2 separate regions of the Mus musculus genome follow, and region 1 is linked to region 2. Evidence: chromatin contacts called from public HiChIP or PLAC-seq data. All regions are on one chromosome and are shown on one strand. Each heading gives the region's core, a stretch centred on a gene start, on an enhancer-like site or on the middle of the called end of the contact. The rest is flanking DNA. Distances are from core to core; before and after follow the strand shown.

Evidence for each region. HiChIP or PLAC-seq counts read pairs in DNA pulled down with a chosen protein or histone mark.
Region 1: a contact with region 2 is called in an H3K27ac HiChIP or PLAC-seq map of embryonic stem cells, with 8 read pairs. The contact joins the enhancer-like site here to the promoter of Snhg7os in region 2. A contact is called at or near these places in 2 of 484 Hi-C or Micro-C datasets (bone marrow-derived macrophages and nephron progenitors), 10 of 115 datasets of contacts at active chromatin or transcription factors (CD8 T cells, astrocytes, bone marrow-derived macrophages and 3 more) and 1 of 9 other capture datasets (embryonic stem cells).

What each region holds. Positions count from the first base shown.
Region 1 is chr2:26,824,733-26,830,507 of GRCm38.p6, reverse strand. No RefSeq gene overlaps it. Among named protein-coding and RNA genes, the nearest start is that of Abo, 37 kb to the left of the region's middle. Within about 2 kb of position 3,692, at least 2 of the 459 cell types and tissues checked have an H3K27ac peak or open chromatin away from gene starts, as enhancers often do. A contact at or near this core is called in embryonic stem cells, where this site is marked.
Region 2 is chr2:26,639,891-26,645,765 of GRCm38.p6, reverse strand. Snhg7os (a long non-coding RNA gene) reads right to left here and starts at 3,645. Exons shown (of 4, transcript XR_003953776.1): 1 at 2,384-3,645; 2 at 1,999-2,069; 3 at 1,810-1,917; 4 at 1-264. It overlaps Snhg7 (small nucleolar RNA host gene 7), which reads left to right and starts at 5,522. Exons shown (of 4, transcript NR_024068.2): 1 at 5,522-5,708.

The DNA.
Region 1 (5,775 bases), core at 2,443-4,942, 180 kb before region 2:
GTTTGGTTTCTTGGTGGTTAGCTTCTTAAGTTCTTTATATATTTTGCATATTATTCTCTTTCAGATGTGGAGTTAGGGAAGATTTTTTTCCCAATCTGTAGGTTGCAGATTTGTCCTATTAGCTATGTACTTTGCCTTACAGAAGCTTTCCAGTTTCATGAGGTCCCATTTATCAATTCTTGATCTTAGAACCTGAGCCATTGGAGTTCTGTTTAGGAAATTTCTGCCCCCCCTCCCCCTGCCCCATGCCAATGAGTTCGAGGCTCTTCCCCACTTTCTCTTCTATTAGATTGAGTGTATCTGGTTTCATGTTGAGGTCCTTGATCCACTTGGACTTGAGCTTTGTGCAAGGTGACAAATATGGGTCTATTTCCATTTTTTTATATACAGACAGCCAGTTAGACCAGCACCATTTATTGAAGATGCTTTCTTTTTCCCATTGTATATTTTTGGCTTCTTTGTCCAAGATCAAGTGTCCATAAGTGTGTGATTTTATTTTTGGATCTTCAGTTTGATTCCATTGATCAACGTGTCTGTCTATCTCTGTATCAATACAATATCAATACTGTATCAATACTGTGCAGTTTTAATCACTATTGCTCTGTAGTAAAGCTTGAGGTCAGGGATGGTGATTCCCCCAGCCATTCTTTTATTGCTAAGAATTGTTTTCATTATTCTGGGTTTTTTGCTTTTCCAGATGAATTTGAGAATTGCTCTTTCCATGTCTTTGAAGAATTGTGTTGGGATTTTGATGGCGATTGTCTTGAATCTGTAGATTGCTTTTGGTAGGATGACCATTTTTACTATGTTAATTTTTCCAATCCATAAGCATGGGAGATCTCTCCATTTTCTGAGATCTACTTTTTTTCTGATTTCTACTTCGATTTCTTTCTTGAGAGACTTGAAGTTGTTGTCATACAGGTCTTTCACTTGTTTGGTTAGAGTTACCCTAAAATACTTTAAATTATTTGTAACTATTGTGAAGGGTGTTGTTTCCCTATTTTCTTTCTCAGTCCATTTATCATTTGTATAAAGGAAGGCTGCTAATTTATTTGAATACATTTTATATCCAGCCTCTTTGCTGAAATTGTTTATCAGCTGTAGAAGTTCTTTGGTAGAATTTTTGGCATTGTTTATGTATACTATCATACCATCTATAAATAGTAATAACTTGACTTCTTCTTTGCTAATTTGTATCCCCTTGATCTCTTTTTGTTGTCTTATTGTTCTAGCTAACACTTCCAGTACTATATTGAATAGATAAGGGAAGAGTGGGCATATGGTCTTGTTCCTGATTTCAGTGGGATTACTTCAAGTATCTCTCCATTTAATTTGATATTGCTGTAAATTGCTTTTATTATGTTTAGGTCTGGGCCTTGAATTCCTGATCTCCCCAATACTTTAAACACGAATGGGTGTTGTATTTTGTTAAATGTTTTTTCTCAGCATCTAAGGAGATGATCATGTGACCTTTTTCTTTGAGTTTGTTTATATAGTGGATTATGTTCATGGATTTTCACATATTGACCAACCTTTCATCCTTGGGATGAAGCCTATTTGATCATGATCATACTGGCTAGTTTTGTGTCAACTTGACACAGCTGGAGTTATCACAGAGAAAGGAGCTTCAGTTGAGGAAATGCCTCCATGAGATCCAACTGTAAGGCATTTTCTCAATTAGTTATCAAGGGGGAAAGGCCCCCTTGTGGGTGGGACCATCTCTGGGCTGGTAGTCTTGGTTCTATAAGAGAGCAGGCTGAGCAAGCCAGGGGAAGCAAACCAGTAAAGAACATCCCTCCATGGCTTCTGCATCAGCTCCTGCTTTCTGACCTGCTTGAGTTCCAGTCCTGACTTCCTTTGTGATGAACAGCAGTATGGAAGTGTAAGCTGAATAAACCCTTTCCTCCCCAGCTTGCTTCTTGGTCATGATGTTTGTTGTGCAGAAATAGAAACCCTGACTAAGACAATAATGAATGAAGATTTTCATGTGATCTTGGATTCAGTTTGCGAGAGTTTTATTGAGTATTTTTGCATTGATATTCATAAGCGAAATTGGTCTGAAGTTCTCTTTTTTGGTTGGGTCCTTGTGTGGTTTAGGTTTCAGAGTAGTATAGCTTCATAGAATGAATTATGTAGTGTTCTTTTTTTTTTTTCCTATTAAGAAGAGTTCTTATAAGCTCCAAGAAGCATACTTGGATCGACCTCTCAAGGGTCAAGTGAACTCCATCTGGATAAGTACTTCTGTCAACCAATAGTCTAAGTTCCCAGCCTTTTGCATATTCTAGAGGGTAGCATTCCTTCCCTGTTCCCTGGTTTGGGAACTCCCCTGTCCCAACCACCAAGACTATGGGCCTAAGGGTTTCAAATGTACACCTAAGAAAAAGTTTTTCTCTCAAACTTACTTATTTTCTGCCTTTAATATGTATGTATGTATGTATATATGTATGTATGCATGTATGTATGTATGTTTCAGCATCCTGCCAAGTCCAGTCAAAATCTGAATCTAGGACAGCACTAGAGAAGCTAACCACAGATGGTCCGGTTTACCCTCACAGGTGCTTCTATGGTGCCTGCACTTTCTTAGCCACAGATGATTCCACAGACCCTGGTCAACAATGGAATAGCCAGCTCTCCTAGGACTTGACCAGGAGCCCCAATTAGGTTTCAGAACACAACTGTCACCTCAAGGTCAGCAGGAAGTAGTTAAGGAATACAATGACCCCACTCCTTTCTCACCCTCACCTCTTTCTAAATTTAAATGAGGACACTTAAATTAAACCAAAATGGAGGAATGTTAGCATTTCCTCCAGGCTCTGCCCAACAGTCACCTAGCAAAAGCTTGCATCTCCACCTGCCAGGTATGAGCCAGGAGCTAGGCATATAAGAAGACTACTTGTTCTCTCACCCCCACTCCCACCCACCCCCCCACCTCCATTTATACTCTCTCCCACACATGTCCCTGGCTGGCCTCCTCCTCTCTCCCTCTCTCTTTCTGGCCTTCTCTCTTTTCAGTACCCCTCCTTTCTCCTCTGCCTCTGCCTCCTTCTCCAGGTTCCCTTCCTGCCAATTAACCTCTTTTATACTAAGCCCTTTGTATGGCTGGTTCCTCAGGGGCACATGTTGGCTGGGTCTGCCACAGTGCTCCCTCCTGCTGTGTCACTGCTGTTTTATAAAACACAACATTTGTATCTGCTCTCTGCCCTTGTAACCCCCCCCCAAATGTAAACAAACAATAAAAATTAAACAAAACAAACTCCCAAGCTGTGGAAGCTGTAGTGTGTCACAGTATGTCACACAGTATGCCCTTTTGTCCATACATCTTTACTTGAAAATGTTCATTGCAATGCGTCATTGATCTGCTGCAAGGTCTCTGGGTTCTGCTACGCTATCTATCAATACTGAATCCTCATTGGGATATCCTGTTGCCCTGTGTCATAGAGATCCTGCAGTTTTGGCTCTGTGGGACCAGCCCCTTCATGTGCTCCAGCAGTTCATACATGGGGTAGATGTTGGGGTAGACCAACTCACAGTTGTTCAATCCACTGCTCTCCAGCACTGCCCCAGTGAGGGTCATAGCCACCTCTCTTATGTTTGTGCCCTTGGGGCTGGGTCTTCCTCACCCATGAGACCAGTGCCAGATACATTGTGCTGCTAAGGTGAGATGCAGGGCTGCTCTCCTGAGTGCTGCAGCCAGTGTGTGTGGAGGTGTGGTTAGCTCTGAGCAGTCATTAGACATCAACATGGCTTCAGACAGCAGCCCAGGCAAGGGATGTCTGCATGACCCAGCCTCCTGTTGGCAGGTCAAGCTGTGAGGGCTTTTGGATCAGATAATGGCCCCACTCTCTCAGTGTCCATAGCCAGAAGCCTCAGCCGTGACCTTCACTCAGTTCAGCCCTGTGAATTGTGCTGACTGGGTGCTCTCTGATTTCCTGGTAAATGTGTCTATCACTTTTATAAAGTGCTGACCAGTTAGTCTGTGTCTGACTTGGATGCTCTGTGCTCACATATGACTTTGGGCTTGTGTCTCTACCTGGAACCTTCTTTCCTTAGAGCATTTCTCATGGGGTTGTTTGGGTTTTCATAGAAGGACTTTGAGGGCCATTTGTTCTTGTTCTGTAATGGGGTCTCTGGAAGAGGACAGTGGAATGGAAGGGAGGTTGGGTAGGTCTCTGTTGATGGCATCCGTGAGAACTGGGTCTCTTTACTGGCAGGGTGGATCTTATTTTACTTTTCCGAGTCTTGTTGGTCACCTTTATTGGGTCATTATGAGACCCTGTTAGCCCAGGATGCTGTTCTGGCCACTGCTGTGCTCATGTCCATCCATAGGCTGATTCCATCCTGCCCTATGCTGAGGGCCACATGCACAGTTCTACCTCTTCAGGATATCTGCTTCCATCCTTGTGGTTCCTGACCATCCCTGCCCCTATTAGGTCCCTGCCCTAAAACCTTCCTACTCACTGCCCTGCCTCCTTTCCTTGGTCCCCAGTTTGGGATGGGACACTTTTGCATGCTCCAGCATTTGTCAATGACTTCCCTCTGCCACCATCTCAAACACAGCTTGCCAATCCAGCCAGCTTGGCGCACCTAAGCTCTACCTCTACCAGTCTGTTCTAGGCCACCACCATGTTTTTCTGGATGGTGGATAGTGGCTGTGTTGTCTACCCTGGCAAATGCAGGTCATTCTTTCCCCAGTAGCCAGAGTTATTCCTTGAGTTTCTCCTCTTTGGTTGGTAGTTTAGTCCCTGGGAGCTCTGGGGGTACTGGTTAGTTCATATTGTTGTTCTTCCTAGGGGGCTGTGAACCCCTTCAGCTCCTTAGGTTCTTCTTCAGTTCCTTCATTGCGGATGACTGTGAGCATCCACTTCTGTATTTGTCAGGCACTGGCAGAGCCTCTCGGAGAGAGCTATATCAGGCTCCTGTCAACAAACACTTGTTGGCATCCAAAAAAGTGTCTGGGTTTGATAATTGTATATGGGATGGATCCTCAGGTGGGGCAGTTTCTGGATGATCATTCCTTCAGTCTTTGCTCCACATTTTGTCTGTGTAACTTCTTTCATGGGTGTTTTGTTCCTCCCTTCTAAGATGGATAGAAGTAACCACACTATGGTCTTCCTTCTTCTTGAGTTTCATGTGGTTTGTGAAATGTATCTTGGGTATTCCAAGCTTATGGACAAATATACACTTATCAGTGAGTGCATATCATGTGTATTCTTTTGTGATTGGGTTACCTCACTCAGGATGATATCCTCCAAATACATCTATTTCCCTAAGAATTTCAAAAATTCATTGTTTTAATAGCTGAGTAGTATTCCATTGTGTATATGTACCACATTTTCTGTATTCATTCCTCTGTTGAGGAACATCTGGGTTCTTTCCAGCTTCTGGCTATTATAAATAAGGCTACTATGAACATAGTGGAGCATGTGTCCTTATTACATGTTGGATAATCTTCTGGATATATGCCCAGGAGAGGTATTGCTGTGTCCTCAGGTAGTACTATGTCCAATTTTCTGAGGAACTGCCAAACTGATCTCCAGAGTGGTTGTACCAGCTTGAAATCCTACCAGCAATGGAGGAGTGTTCCTCTTTCTCCACATCCTCAGCAGCATCTGGTGTCACCTGAGTTTTTGATCTTAGCCATTCTGACTGGAATGAGGTGGAATCTCAGGGTTGTTTTGATCTGCATTTCCCTGATGACTAAGGATGTTGAATATTACTTTAGGTGCTTCTCAGTCATTTGGTATTCCTCAGTTGAGAATTCTTTGTTTAGCTCTG
Region 2 (5,875 bases), core at 2,396-4,895:
GGACAAACACACAGGCTTCTGTAGAGGGACAAAAACCAGAAAACTTAGATGAGCTATGAAACATGATGCTGTTCATGTGGTTTCTTGTGTATAAGAGAAATATCCAGAGCACAAGCCTGAGTGAGGAGAAAGGAGAGAGGGGACGAGGAAATCCTTCCCTACCAGCATGGGGAGGGGTAATTATCCTTCCAGTTTGGGGCATTATACTCATCACAGACTCCTTGAAGATCCTCTCAGCATCTGGGTTAGGTCTCAGGGTGCGGCCTGCAGAACAGATGGGCTGAAGCTGAGTGCTAGCAGGGCAGAGCCTCCAAGACACATGGAGAAGAGAGGAGCCCCGCTCCAGGCTGGAAACAGGCAGCTCCAACCAAGGGCCCCAGGCATTCACTAGAGCTGCTGACCCACGAGTGCCCAGACCTGGAGGAAGCTCTCAGGCTTACTCGGAACACCAGGCATGAATGAGTATGCTGTGGGACTTGAAACCCCCAAGATGTCTCCCTTTGAGACTCCCTAGGACAGGCCTGCCACCCGCCCAGTCCTGGTGAGCAGGAGACACATGTAGAAATCTCTGCACAGACACTCCTCCTGGGTTCAGAGATGCCCTGCTCCACACTGTCCCAGCTCCTCCAGGACAGAAGCCCTGAGATCCACGACAGAAGGAGTACCAGGTGAGAAAACAAGAGGTTTAACCATCAGATTGTCCTTCCTCAAAGCCCAGAACCAGCCTCTCCTAATGGAAGCCCATCTCCCAACCTGGGCCAAGGCCCCACCCCCGAGGAAGACAGGCTTATCCTGCAGTGGGAGGGTTCCTGCTAGGATACTGTACTCTAGATGCCGCACCCAAAGTCCTTCCCAACAGGAAAAACCACATCACTTCAAATTCCAACACAAGGCCTTTGCACAGCACAGCCTTGCCAAAAGCCCCAACTAGGGTGAAGGTTTGTGCCTCCAATGATATCGTGATGACCAGAAAGAGGAAGGACATGAGAAATTCTGTCTCATAGAGTAGGAAGCAGTGACCTGAGGGTACCAAAGATAGTTTAAGAAGGTCCAAGGACCTCTAAAGTCCTTGTTTATGAGCAAAATGCCAGGGTGTTTTGGACCCTGCTATAACCTAAGACCCTGCACAAGCCACGTCAGAGCCTCCAAATGGTGAGTCCAATTGCAGCCATCATGGGAGGAGAGAGTAGGTAGGCAGAGATTGCAGGTTGGAATACAAGGAGGCCACTCAGTGACACCCAAGTTAGAAAGGATCATGGGGACAGAGCTGCTGAATGCTGACAGAGATAAGAAGTGTGTGAGGGCTGAGGGAAGGACACCTTGTCCTCAGTGTGCTGACAGTGGTGGCAGGGAGAGGTCTCCTCATGATGTCTCCACCTGCCACTGCCGACCTTGGAAAAGAGGACTTTCCTTGGGGGGCATCTTCCTGTCTCCATCCACCCTCTGAATGCTGCAACCCCTCCTACCATGACGACTGCTCATGCTGCCCAATGTCCCCAGTGATAAATGGGCCACAATGGGAACCTGTTCAGAGCAGGATCATAAAAACGCTGACTCATGGGGGACAGAGTAGCCAAGGGCAGGGTGGGTCAGGAGTATGTGGGATCTCTGACACTAGGATTGTTCATGTAAGACTGAAGGTAAAAGAGGCCAAGGGCTTACACACCCCCCTCCTGGTGACTTCAGGAAGTGCAGGAGAGGCTCCCCAGGAGTAGAATGAAGCAAACCAGACTTCTGTTTTTCTAAACATGGGCCTAGTCCATGTCTGTCCCCAGGAGTCCATGCTAAAAGACAAAGAGTGGAGCTCACCCATGAGCAGCAGCAGCTGGTAGTACTGATAGTTCATGTTGCCCCTGAAGTAGGCAATGGCAGACTCCTTCCCAGGCAGGAAATGGATGTAGATGACATGCCTCCACCCTGTGGACAATACCTGTGATGTGAGAAGTCCATCTCCCCCTGGGCCTTTACTGAAATAAGAATTGGAACCCAGATACTCACCTGTGAGGAACATACCAGGGTCCTCTCCCTCATACAGAGGCAGCTTGTACTGAATACAGCCAATGGGTTTCCTAGAACACAGGGTCCAAGTATGGCTCTCCCCAGGGCACCTAGTTCTTCCCCATTCTTATTTCTGGGACCCATGCTGGCCTCTCCTGAAGCAAGCAATCCTGTGCAAGAGATCCTCTCACCCTATTCAGCATGGGCATAGACCACAGCAAGTTAGATCTCTGACCTCATGAAGAGGTCACCTGGTGTGTTGCCCAGGCAACACAGAAAATGCTGCATTCCTCAGTGACTACTAGAGGTGAGGCAGTCTGTGCTTAGTCACACTTAGAACTGTTTGGCAGCAGCAGCAGACATTACCTCCGCAGAGACCACTCACGTCAGGTTCATCCTGAACTCCAACTCATCAAGACTGTTTCTCTCAAAGGTGAAGGGAGGCAGCGGGTCTTTCCATCTCGACTCAGGAATAGGCAAGTCTCCTGCCCAGCACCTTATGTACCCCTTTCCCAAGATCTGCAGTTGGAGGTCACAAGTGCACACAGTTGCAGGGAGAAGGGAATCTGGAAGACGGTGGGTGAGAGGCAGGAGGAGAATGCAGTCAGGTCTCAGTGCAAGATGGAAGGGTCCGGGATGCCGGGATGTCAGGAGGAGTCCTGACCATGGCTGTCTCTCACCAACAGCAGCAGTAGGTAGAACCAAGCAGACAGGGCACAGGCGTCCTAGGAGAAACACTTCCTGGGAAGAGCCCTGACCACAGACCCTGCACAGGCATCCAGAGGGAACTGAGAAAGGTGATCTGGAGGACAGGTTGACCTTTCACTTCAGGGAGCTGAGCCGGAGGACAGGGCAGAATGGACATGGCTGAGGAGGTGACCTGAGAGAACCATGACTGTACCGACTGACCACGGTCTGCTTCACTGTCTACAGTCAAAGTGCTGAGGTGTGGCAAGGAACAGACTTCTCAGTTTCTCCTGAAATCATTAGGAAGTTGGCTCTGTCTCCCAGATACACAACAGTCACAGGGGCCTTACCCAGGATGAAATCTGAAATCAACTCATTGGAAGAATATAAGAAGTGTCTCTGAAGCACACACACACACACACACACACACACACACACACTGAGAGAAAGGAAGGAAGGAAGGAAGGAAGGAAGGAAGGAAGGAAGGAAGGAAGGAAGGAAGGAAGGCAGGCTATTCTTGGGAGTCCAGCTAGAGCCAGGACAGCGTCCATCTAGCAAGCCTCCCCTGTCCCCCAGCAGCCTCTTAGTCTCTAAGTGCACACAGTGAGAAGAAAGACATGACCATGGCCTGGAACACCTGCTCAAGCCCCACTCCCACCTGAGAAGATCCCACCAAGCACGTAAGAGAGGTATTTTTTTCAACATCACCTGTGGCTTCCATCTGCAGGCCTGAGACACACCCAGTCCAAGGTCTGAGCTTGGAAGCCAGTTGCTACCCTCAGTCCTCCCTCCCCAGGGCCATCACCTCCTCAGGACTGGCAGGAGTCAGAGGAGGCATCGTGGCTCGAACCACAGAGAGCAGGCCCAGCCCTGCAGTGAGTGTGAAAAGATGCATGGCCTCAGCTCAGCTCTGTGCTTCTAGCCTAGCAGCTCCTTGTGCTGCTGCTGCTGCCGCCACTGCTGCCACTGCTGCCACTGCCGCTGCCTCTGCCAGTGCCGGTGCCAGTGCTGCTGCTGCTGCCACTGCTGCCACTGCCGCAGCTGCTACCTCTGCTGAAGCTGCTACCTCTGCTGCTGCTCCAACTTTCTGACATGCAGAATTGCTCTGGAAGCAGAATCCTGCCTTCCACTATCCACACCAAAATCATTGTCCACACCCCTCTGTCCAGGAGATTGCAGTTTTGTTTGGATCAATGTGAATAGAGGAGCTAATTTGTGCAATTAACCTCATGACTGCCTCTGGCACTCGTTCTCGCTCTCTGCTTCCTGACTGTAGGGTCTGTGTGGTCAGCTGCCTCCTAGCCCTACTGCCATGCCTGCTGCCTCATGACGGTACTGTATTCCCTTGAACTATAAGCCAAATATTTCTTCCTTCTTTAAGTTGCTTTGGTCAGGGATCGGGACTGTTCATCTCAATTTGCAATTTGATAAGATCTAAAATCACCCATGAGGTGAACCTCTGGGTGTACGGGAGGGCTTATCTTGATTAGGTTAATTGAGATGGAAAGACCAACTCCTTCTGTGTGGCACCATTCTCTGGCCTAGCTCGGATCCTGGAGTATAGAAGGGGTTATCTGAGGACCAGCATTCATCACTCTCTAATCCTTGACCTGCCATGTGGGCCAGTTGCTTCAAGCCTACTGCTGTTACTTCCCTGTCATGCTAAACTGCAACCTCAAACTGCAGCCCAAACACTTTCTGCTTAACCTGCTTCTGTCTTGGTATTTTATCACAGCTACAGAAAAGGAAATTAAGACAGATCACTAAGACAAAAAGTGACTGGTAACAAGTCGTGAGGCTAAGATAAGAGCCCGCTCCTTAGTGAACCAGGTTTGATTTCTAGCATCCACATGACGACTCAAAACCATCTGTAACTCCAGTTTCAAGGCTTTGGGCCACGCATAACAGTTCACCCCTCAAAATCTAGTTGTTAGAAGTTAGGGGCAGGAGGATCAGAAGTTCAACTTATCTTCAACTACATAGCAAGTTTGAAGCCTAGGCTATATGAGACATCGTATCAAAAAACAGGAAGGAGGAAGGGAGAGAGGGAGGTGGGAAGGCAGACAGGCAGGCAATATAAGGGTTCAAGAACTTGGGACTATTAACAAGTGTGGCTGGGCTGGCCCACCAGTAAAAGAAGAGTGCTCAATGGTGTGTCCCCAGGCCCACAATTCACCCCATCACCTGGGAGCCCTCATCAGTTTCAGGACTTAAAAGACAAATCTGTACTTGTGCGGGACACAACACAGCAAGTAGTCAGAGTGTATTATTTGTCTTCCAGCACTGTCCTGAAGCAGAGGACAGCCAACCTTCTAAAAGCTGCTGTGTGCCTCAGATCCACAGACAACCCCACAGGCGGGGCTAGTTAGAAACATCTGGAATCCATGAACTCCCTGGAGCTCCCTCCTGACTCATCCCCAAAGCGTCCTTGTAAAAGAGGAAACAACTGGTCACCTCCTTGCCTCCTAAATTCTGGTTCGTCAGAGCTGGCCTTTCCTCTTTGCGTGGAAGCTTTAGTATCACTAAGAACAGGGAGAGCAAGGCTGCCCCCACCAAAAACGAGGAGTTTCGTAAGAAGGCGCAGGACTTCATGGGTCGTTTGAAAAGTCCTGTGAGCTTGGTAACACTCGAAATAAGTCTCTGAGTTCTGCTTGGAAAGGCAGGATCTAGGATCAAGCAGTACAGAGTCCCATGAGCCTCTAACCGACTGGGCTATGAGAAGCGCCGGCGAGGAGCGAAGGAGCCACTAGAGGGCGCGGCACTCGGAGGACAGTGAAAGTCCCTCGCGGGCTGCCGTAGTCAGTACTATAAAGGACGTGGCGTGGAGATGCTCGGCCTCTCGGCAGCCATGGCGGCTCTATGTTTGTATCGCCATTGTTACCGTTGGGACGCCGCGGATGACCCTATATACCCTTGGCCGGCTACCGGGAAGACTGCGTCTCCTGACGATCGTAACGAAGATGTACCGTGCTTTCCTTCTGAGAGTTTAGTCGCCCTAATATGTGCAGCAGGCTAACCGCGTGGTAAGGGGAAGGGCGTTCACGATGTGCCCGAGGGCCGGGTGGACTGCCCCCAGAAGTCCCGAGAAGGAAAGCCGAGGCTCCTGTCTGGACTAGTACAACGCAGAAGCCCCTGGTTGGGGCTCCAGACCGGTCTCCCTTTCGTAGGGCTAAGGAGCACCAGGGAAAGA